Regions from separate parts of the Oryctolagus cuniculus genome. Here region 2 is linked to region 1. Evidence: chromatin contacts called from public Hi-C data. All regions are on one chromosome and are shown on one strand. The core of a region is the stretch at or near the end of the contact, and the rest is flanking DNA. Distances in the headings are between cores, read along the strand shown. Region 1 overlaps RCSD1 (RCSD domain containing 1). Region 2 has its middle 29 kb from the start of RCSD1.

Region 1 (4,752 bases), core at 1,558-4,057:
AGACATTTTTGCACCAAAATAATTTTTAAAAAGATTTATTTATTTATTTGAAAGGTAGAGTTACAGAGAGGAAGAGCCAGAGTGAGAGAAAAGAGGAGACAGAATCTTCCATTTGCTGGTTCACTCCCCAAATGGCCACAATGGCCAGGTGGACCAGGCCAAAGCCAGGAGCCAGGAGCTTCTTCCAGGTCTCACATGTGGTCACAGGGGCCCAGACACCTGGGCCATCTTCTACTGCTTTCCCAGGTGCATTAGCAGGGAACTGGATCAGAAGTGGAGCAGTCAGGACTTGAACCTGAACCCATGTGAGATGCCAGTGTTGAAATGGGCAGCTTAAGCCATTGTACCACAATGCCGGCCCTTTAATTCAATTTTCCATAAACTTTCTGAAGTGTCCTCGTGTATCTTTATCGTGTGCTTCTCTTGCTAGAATAGCAATTCCTGAAGGGCAAAATGCAGTCTTGCTCACTGCTACACCCCGTGGCCTAGGGCGGTGGATGCATACTGACAAGAGACTGAGTAAGTCTTCCAGCGAAGGAGCAGTCACTGTAGCCTATTGGTGTGGCAAGACCTGGAGCTTCAGAACCCAGAATGTTCTCATGCCAGCACGTGTTAACATTGAGTGACAAGTGACTTGGCAACTTCAGCCCCAGTTTCTCTTCTAGAAGAGGTGAGAACCATTGAAGATATACCAGTTGCGGTGAGGATGGGGGTTCCCACACAGGAGGTGCCCTAAGGAGATCAAATGACCAGCTGGCTCCCCGGGCAGTGCGCTGTCCACCCTCCCAGGATGGTACTGGGCAAATACCGGAATGAACTGGAGAACGAGGAATGGTATGAATGCAGAGGAAGATGCTGGAGTCATTGCTGTACCCCCGAGAGACTGCATTGAGCCTTTAGAAGTGGCGGTTTAAGCATGAGCATGTTGGAAGGGGCTGAGCATCTTGCACGAACAATTTTTCCATTCTGAAAGACTAGAGAAGCAAATGTGACTTCCACCCTGGAAGCGCTGGCTTCTCAGCCTGTTTCTGGTGAGCGAGAGAACCTTCCTTTCTGCCAAGTTCAAGAGTTCCCCAGCCCCCATGGCTTCTTGCCTCAAGCTGGAGACAGTGAGACCCTCCCGGTGCTAGGTTTCCCTGCGCTGTGGCCCAGAGAGTGAGAAGCTCTTAGATCTCGGACCAAAGAGGAAGCTGGAGAAACAGTGCAGATCCAAGAAGGGACAAAGAGCCCCTCTTTGCCCTACACACAGAGGTCCCACTGTGTAGATGGTTGGCAGCATCCAAACTGTGTTTCCTCAATGTGGCAACCGTGGCGAGAGGGGAAGCTCCATGCTGCCCAGACACGGGACTCTCCAGCTCTTGGGAGAAAGTCCCTTAGAAATGGAAACACCAGCAGCGACTTTCTCCTGGCCTTGGCAAAGTCAAGCTGTAACCACAGGCTGCCTTCCAACCCAGTTGGCACAGCAGGCTGGAACAGTGGCAGGAAGGGCTTGTTTAGCAAGTCCCAGAACCAGGCGGATGGAGTAGAGACCTGAAATCTGTGCAGACACTGGTGGGCTGAAGCCAGACACAAAGGAAGATGACTCTGAGAACAGACGTGAGGCACAGAGATCAGTCCGAGGAGGAAGACAAACTGAGTTCTAGGCAGTGACCGAGACACAGAGTGGAAGCAAGCGGCTGGCGTGACGGGGACCTGCAGCAGGGTGTGGTCTGTGGGGGTGACTGGAAGGTGTTAGCGAGCCTGGGAGCAGGTGCCCAGGCCCTGATACTGGCTTACTGGGTCGGATGGGAGGACGGGGGAAGAAACCAGCTTTAAATGAGCATGTTCTATGTATTGGGCTCTGTGCTTAGTGGACTTCTCAGGAACCAAGAACCATTTCATCCTGGAGTGGGTGGGAAGGACCACCAAGTCCTTCTCAGAACACAGTCAAGGTGAGAGCTAACCAAGGCAGTGTCAGGGCTGAGTCGGCGTGGCCTTGAACCTGTGGGAGCGGGTTAGTAGCTGCCTCTGCCAGAACCGCAAGGCAGGGGGCCTGCGCTGTGACACAGTGAGTTAAAGCCCCAGCCTGCAGTGCCGGCATCCCATACGGGCACCGGTTGGAGTCCCGGCTGCTTCTCTTCTGATCCAGCTCTCTCCTATGGCCTGGGAAAGCAGTAGAGAAGTAAAGAATAGCCCAAGACATTGGGTCTTCCTGCATGGAAGACCCAGAAGAAGCTCCTGGCTCCTGGCTTTGGATTGTCCCAACTCTGGCCATTGCGGCCATTTGGGGAGTGAACCAGCAGATGGAAGACCTCTCTATCTCTCTCTCTCTCTCTGTAACTTTTTCAAATAAGTAAAATAAATCTTAAAAAAAAAAAAAAGAACTGCCTGCTGCTCAGAAGTTGGCATCAGATGCGTCACACATGACCTCAGATGGCTTCTCCTGTGTGACGCTGGCTAGGTGACCTGCCCCCTCTGGCTTTTAGTATGCCTGACTGGCAGGAGACAGGCATCAGTCTGTCTCCTGCCTCAGGGGATGGGGCGTGTCTGGGCCGGCCCCCTCTCCCTTGGCTCCTCCACTCCAAGAAAGCAAACACAGACACATTTTTAGTCTTTCCTCCGACCCTGCCTGTGAAGCCCTAAATGCTTCCAGAGCCTCTTAGTTCTCTGAGCCCCTCGCCAAGCCCCGTTTGAGACGGGGAAGTGAGGGAGGACTTGTTGGATTCTTACACCGCCCTATTTTTAACTGGAGTGTATCTTCCTGCACAGCCAGTGATTGGCGCCTCTAAAGCCCAGATGAAGTGCGCCGTCAGCAGGATTCGTGCAATAAATAGCAGCGGACAGCAGGGCCGATCCGTTCCGTGGGCAGGAAGCAAGACAGATGGACACACTGACCGGCCCAGCGTCTCTGCCAAGAGCAGCTCGGTTGACCACGCATGCTCCCTGAAGCCTCCGTTGTTCCAGGAGGGCAAAGTGCCGGCCTCTGATGGCTCCTAGCGTAGCAAGCGAGAAAGTCAGACAGGTGCATGAATTGGGGTGGGGTCTCAGCCCCCCATGGCTTTTTCCCAGCGTGGTGAGGAAATCCGGCATCTTGTAGAGAGGTGACTCCTTGTACCTCTTTATGCAAAGTCAGCATGGGTGTTCGGGCCAGACCTGTGGTGAGCTTGCAGAGGGCCCTGGCCCTTCCTTCAGAACAGCCATTCACAGACCAGCAGGTTCATAGCCCCTGCAGGCATCCTTCCCATCTCTAAACAAGGCCTCCTTCTCAAACCTCCGCCCCTATTTCCTTAACGTCACTGCCTGAAGTTGGTGGGGGAAGGTAGGAGGGCCCTCCCCTGCCCCGCTACAAGGGGCCAACATCATAGGAAGACTAATGATATTGACTTTGGAGGATGCGTGCAAGTAAGAGAGCTTGGAGACACCCTAAGCATAAAAAGAGGAGTGTGTGTGTGTGTGTGTGTGTGTGTGCTGTGCAGTGAGCAAGCTGCTGCTGGAGAGAACCGTGCTGTGTTCATGCAGGAGACCCATGGAAAGGTGGAGATGGACTTTCTCAAACAAACGGCTGCCCACATTCTCCCGGCTACAGTTGAGACCTGAGGCAGGGAAGAGGTAGAGGGAACTCACAGTCTATACAGGGGCCAGCGGTGTGGCTCAGCGGGTTAAAGCTGTGGACTGTGGTGCCGGCATCTCATAGGGGCACCCGTTCAAGTCCTGGCTGTTCCAGTTTTGGTCTGATCCCTGCTGATGGCCTGGGAAAGCAGTGGAGGATGGACCAAGTGCTTGGGCCCCTGCACCCATGTGGGAGACCCAGAAGAAGCTCCTGGCTCCTGGCTTTGGCTTGGCCCAGCCACAGTCATTGCAGCCATTTGGGGAGTGAACCAGCGGATGCAAGATTCTCTCTCTCTCTCTCTCTCTCTCTCTCCCTCTCTGTAGCTCTGCCTTTCAAATTAATACAGCTTTAAAAACATTGAATAAAGCGCATTTGCTCAGTGCGTTTCATATAGCTAAAGGCCCCTCCGTCCAGGTGCATTTCGGCAGCCTCCAGTTTTCAAAGGAGCTGAACGAGGAAGTGAGACGCCCGTGCTGTGGCTGGTACAGCCTTCTTCTGCCGAGACCTTTGTGGGATGAGAAGCCTGGGGCTTGTGCTGCCTCCAAAATCCCAGGCCACACCCCCCAGGACAGGACCAAATTGTATTTGTCCCCAGGTCCACGGAGCCACACCCAAAGCCAAGTACTTTGTAGATGGTCACCAAATGTGGTTGACTGGATGGTGTTTAGAAAGCTTTAAATGCAGAAGTGAGTTGGCAAACGATGTTACCATACCCTGTTGCCTTGCATGGTCACAGCTGCTTGTGGCCGCAAAACAAGGACCCTGCCTGGTACCTGGGTAGGGAAGCCCAGGGCACGTGTGCTAATTCACATTCCCTTCTGCTTCTGTTGCCAGGAAAGACCGGCAGAGACCAAGGCCAGTGTGGACAGCTCGGCGACCCCCTCGGTGGCTCAGCTGGCTGGGCGCTTTAGGGAGCAGGCGGCTGCTGTGAAAGAGGTAAGTCTGGGGTATCCAGAGCCCCATCTCTGGGAGGGGCTGGAGGAAGGCAAAGACTGGGGCAGCCCCCCCCCCCCCCCGAAGAGAGAGAGGGAAGAGGCTTGGTCATGACCAAATTAGGAAGCAAAGTGAGAGAGGGTCCCTGTGAGTGTGCCAAGTCCAGGGACCGGGCTGAGCTGAAAGACCAGCCCTCAGAGATGGGAGATGGCTTCAGTTTCCTCTCCATC
Region 2 (4,752 bases), core at 1,598-4,097, 79 kb before region 1:
GCCGGAGCTGTGCCAATCCGAAGCCAGGAGCTTCTTCCGGATCTCCCATATGGGTGCAGGGGCCCAAGGACTTGGGCCATCTTCCATTGCTTTCCCAGGCCAGAGCAGAGAGCTGGATCAGAAGAAGAGCAGCCGGGACTAGAACCAGTGCCCATATGGGATGCAGGCGCTTCAGGCCAGGGCTTTAACCCACTGCACCAAAGCACCAGCCCCTGCAGATCTTTTTAGCTTGATGCCTTCGCAGGCTGTTTCAATCCCATCTTAGGTGCTCTCTTTTCATTTTCACTACCAGTATCCTGTCCCACTTCTGAACTAAGTTCCTGGAGAGAAACAACTCACACCTTTACAGTCACCTTTGAGCTGCCGAGTTCTCCCAGAATCCACCCATGACAACTGCTGGGACCAAGGCCAAGTTTTTCACCATAAAATAGCAAAATATAGCAGATTCCAGATTACACCATTTCCAGTCCCATGGTGCTTAGTTTCCAGGTAACAAATGTAAGAATGTCTGTTCCGGATCATAAGTGGAGCAGGACCAGCATCACGGCACAGTGGGTTAAGTCACTGCCTGCACTGCCAGCATCCCATGTGGGTGTTGGTTTGTGTGTCAGCTGCTCCATTTCTGATCCAACTCCCTGCTAATGTGCCTGGGAAAACAGTGGAAAGGGCTGGCTCTGTGGCCTAGCAGGTAAAGCTGATGCCTGCAGTGCCGGCATCCCATATGATCACCATTTGAGTCCTGGCTGCTCCACTTCCGATCCAGCTCTCTGCTAAGGTAGGAAAGCAGTAGAAGATGGCCCCAAGTCCTTGGGCCCCTGCACCCACGTGGGAGACCCAGAAGAAGCTCCTGGCTCCTGGCTTCGGACCGGCACAGCTCTGGCCATTGTGGCCAGTTGGGGAGTGAACCAGCAGATGGAGGACCTCTCTTTCTCTGCCTCTCTCTCTGTAACTCTGACTTGTAAATAAATAAATAAATATTTTAAAAAAGAGAGAAAGAAACAAGTAGAATGAGGGCTCCCATCCACTGGTTCACTCCCCAGATGGCCACAACAGCCCCAGTGGAAGCCAGGAGCCTGGAACCCCATCCGGGCCTCCCACATGGGTGCAGGGGCTCAAGCACTTGATCCATCAGCTGCCGCCTCCCAGGGTGTGCACTATCAGGAAGCTGGAGTCAGAGTGGAGCTGGGACACAAACCCAGGCGCTCTAATGTGGGAGACAGCTGTCCCAAGTGGCATCCTAACCCCTGCACCGAATGCCTGCCTCTGCCTTGAATTATTTTCCCAGCTAAAAATATCCCAGCCCTGGTTTAAAGCAGATTGCTCATCTCCAGTTGTTTCTTGAGTAATTGTTTAAAATGCAGATTCAGGGGCTGGCATTGTGGCATAGCAGGTTACGCCACTGCCTGTAGAGCCAGTATCCAATATTGGAGCACTGGTTCCAGTCCCGGCTGCTCTGCTTCTGATCCAACTCCCTGCTAATGTGTTTGGGAAAGCAGCAGCAAACGGCCCAAGTGCTTGGGCCCTCCCACCATGTGGGAGACCCAGGTTCGGTTCCTGGCTCCGGGCTTCAGCCTGGCCCAGTCCCAATTATAGCAGAAATTTGGGGGGTGAACCAGCGGATGGAATGTCTCTCTTTCTATCCCCCTCTCTCTCTGTTTCTCTCTCTCCAGTGGAGGAGAAGGCATATTTATTTATTTTCCATTTTTTGACCTTTTAAACATTATTTTTGTAAATTTTGGATTAACCGGTAATACTTGCACATTGTTATGGGGCTCAGGGCAATATTTCAACACATACACCAGGCATAAGCTGATCACATCAGGCAAGTGACTTTTCCTTATCTTTCCTTCGTGTTTGGAGCCTGCCAGCTCCTCTAGTGCAGGTCCTCAGGCAGCATGTAAAACTTTTTTTATTTTTTAAGATTTATTTATTTGAAAGTCAGAGTTACACAGAGAGGGAGAGGTCTTCCATCTGCTGGTTCACTCCCTAGTTGTCCAAAATGGCCGGAGCTGAGCCAGGCTGAAGCCAACAGCCAGGAGCTTCTTCCAGGTCTCCCACATGGGTGCAGGGGTCCAAGCACCTGGGCCATCTTCTACTGCTTTCCCAGGCCACAGCAGAGAGCTGGATCGGAAGTGGAGCAGCCAGGACTCAAACTGGCACCCATATGGGATGCCGGGACTGCAGGCGGCGGCTTTATCCGCTATACCGCAGCTTAGGCCCCGAATTTAAAGCTTTACTGTGAAACACAGTCTCCCCTCTGTGCCTCTGCGCATCGTGACTTCCATCCAACGATACGACCTCAACGGTTCTCTGGAACAATTTTGGGCTTCTGCTTCCAGGCCTCCCCTTACTGCGGCCTCTGCTGAGACCACGTGGACTCCGGGAGCCCTTTGTCTGGGTGGTTAATTCTCTTCAAGAGACTTATTCTCTCCCCTGTGGTTATTACAAACACCGTCTTCCTTTTTATCGACAGCACACCGGCTTCTTTCAAGAGATTGCAACCTCTCACTCTGCAGTGTTCGCGTTATCTAAAGCTCAGGCAGAGAAATGACATCCGGGACCACTTTTCCAAGAACACGCAGTCCGCACAGATTTTTTTCTTTTTAAGCCCTTCTGAACTTTATCCTTGAAATGTATCAGCGAGTTGCCTGCTTGGATTGTGTGGTCTGGGCCCGTGTTTGGGTCTATTTTTTCTCGAATTGTGCTGCGTTGTTACACGATCAGCCTTGCTTTGAACATCGTTGTAAGAAAGAGCTGCAGGGTGTGCCTGACACACGAGGGCGCTATCGCTGCAGTTTCTAATATTCGTGGCACAGAACCGCGAGCGGGAAGCGAATCTGTGGCTGGGAGCAGCGCAGAGAGAAAGGCAGTCGCTGGGCGTTCCCGGCTGGGCAGGCAGGGTCTCTGGATCGAGACCCGCGCTGCCGGTCTGAGTCCACAGCTGTCTCTCCCAGAAGGCAGGACCGGCTGCATCTCCTGTGGCTACGGAGGGGTCCCGACCAATGGATCTGTGGAGCCTGACCTGGAATCACATGGCTCCAGGAAGCCGCTGAGCCCGTTCTTGGCCTGAAAAATCCAAGTATCATCTCACAGGAGCTGTGTAGAAGAGGAAACAGGTGTTGTAGCTGAGGATTTAACCCAGCGGGGCCTCGTCTGACACCAGTGGTGCTCAATACGTGTGTTCATGAATGCATGCTTACAGGCACGGGGTGCGTAGAACTGCACAGCTTTCCCTCGACTGGGAGCCCATCCCGGGCAGGGGAGAAGCAGAACCTCAGAGCCTTGCGGCCTGCCCTGGTCGGCCCCGCCTCTGAAGGCAGGGGGAGGAGCCCGCACTTCCCCAATTACGGTGCCCGCATGTGGTGCAAGGGACCTGGGGTCACCTCCTTCCTCTGCGCAACATCCACAGAGCGGTTTCTGCTGCCTCCTTCCTGTCCCTGCTTTCCTGAGACCCAGCCCCAGGATGCGGTCAGCGCTTCCTATCTGACGCTGTCCCCGGCTTCCTGACCTGAACAGAGCCCTGCTGGCGCTCCCCACCCTCCCCGGGTTGAAACGGGCTGTCCCTGGCACCCAGCTCCCTGGCCTTGGATCTAGGGGCAGGAAACAGTAGGAGGCACTGTCCCCACACCTACTTTGACCACATTTTCCAAATTTCAAAGAAGGACTCATCCAGTGCCTGGACCATGTGCCTGCTCGGAGCTCAGGGGCCAAAGGCGAGAGACTGCAATGTACCAGGAAGCCCAGCCAGGATGGACGGCGGCCGGACACGACCTTGTGGGCAGGTCTCTGCTTCTGCCATGCTTTCCCGGCCGTGAGTGTGGCTCAGACACCACCCACCCTAGCCCTAGCCCTGGCTGGCTCCCTGCCCTGGTTCTGCTAGGAAGCCAGGCAGGAACAGTCACGTCCAGGAAGCCTCTTCCCGGAAGGCGCTCACTGGTTTGCTCCGCGCTCAGCAGGCTTGGCGTAGTGTCTACACCCTCAGCTCTTTGGACGCATTCTGGCTCCATTTAAACATCTCGATCCAGTGAGCCAAGTGCATCCCATAAGCACCGTGATGATCGGTGTCACATGTGCAGGTCTGGGGCTGTGCACTGTCAGAGACAGAAGATGAACAGGAGGTAGCCTTACCTCCTACACCACAGCATCTTAACCACGAGGTCAGACTCCTACCCTATATCTCTCTCCCCCTTTTTTTTTTATAGTAATAGAAATTGTTTACTGCATACTTAGAAACTGAGCTAATGACTGCATTTCCCAATTTCCCTTTAACTAGAATGGTTTGTGTAATGATATTGGGCCAAGATGATACAAACTTCAGGGCCAGACTCTCTCTCTCTCTCTCTCTCCCCCGCCCTCTCTCTGCCTCTCCTTCTCTCTGTGTAATTCTTTCAAATAAATAACTAAATCTTAAAAAGAGGGAGAGTGTGTATCCGCCTCTGGGATTATCGAGACTTTGGGCTAGCACAATGCCTGCCTGACACAGAACACACACTCAATCCTCTCTCTCCCACCCAGCGCCTATGCCTTGCCCGTGCCGAGTAGCCTGTGACAGAGGAGCACTGGGTAGACCCCTCCACCGTCTCTTGTCTCACTGGACTTCACAGGGATCCATCAGCCCACACCAAGGTTGAGCAGAGACAGGGCCCGCAGGGACGCCGGCACAGCCCAGGAGTCTTTTTACAAACACAGTGGATCAGTGGCACCTGGAGGGAGGACAGCCAGTGGCATCTGGGAAACACAACAGTGCAGGCC

The links. A called contact is a pair of places that touch in the nucleus more often than the background predicts.
Region 2: a contact with region 1 is called in a Hi-C map of embryonic fibroblasts, with 3 times the contacts expected there. The contact joins two enhancer-like sites. A contact is called at or near these places in 5 of 6 Hi-C or Micro-C datasets (ear pinna, embryonic fibroblasts, psoas muscle and 2 more).

The regions. Positions count from the first base shown.
Region 1 is chr7:31,040,841-31,045,592 of mOryCun1.1, reverse strand. It overlaps RCSD1 (RCSD domain containing 1), which reads left to right. Exons shown (of 6, transcript XM_008264120.4): 2 at 4,424-4,525. Among named protein-coding and RNA genes, the nearest start is that of TRNAP-CGG, 27 kb to the right of the region's middle. Within about 2 kb of position 2,807, at least 3 of the 8 cell types and tissues checked have an H3K27ac peak or open chromatin away from gene starts, as enhancers often do.
Region 2 is chr7:31,119,631-31,124,382 of mOryCun1.1, reverse strand. No RefSeq gene overlaps it. Among named protein-coding and RNA genes, the nearest start is that of RCSD1, 29 kb to the right of the region's middle. Within about 2 kb of position 2,847, at least 4 of the 8 cell types and tissues checked have an H3K27ac peak or open chromatin away from gene starts, as enhancers often do.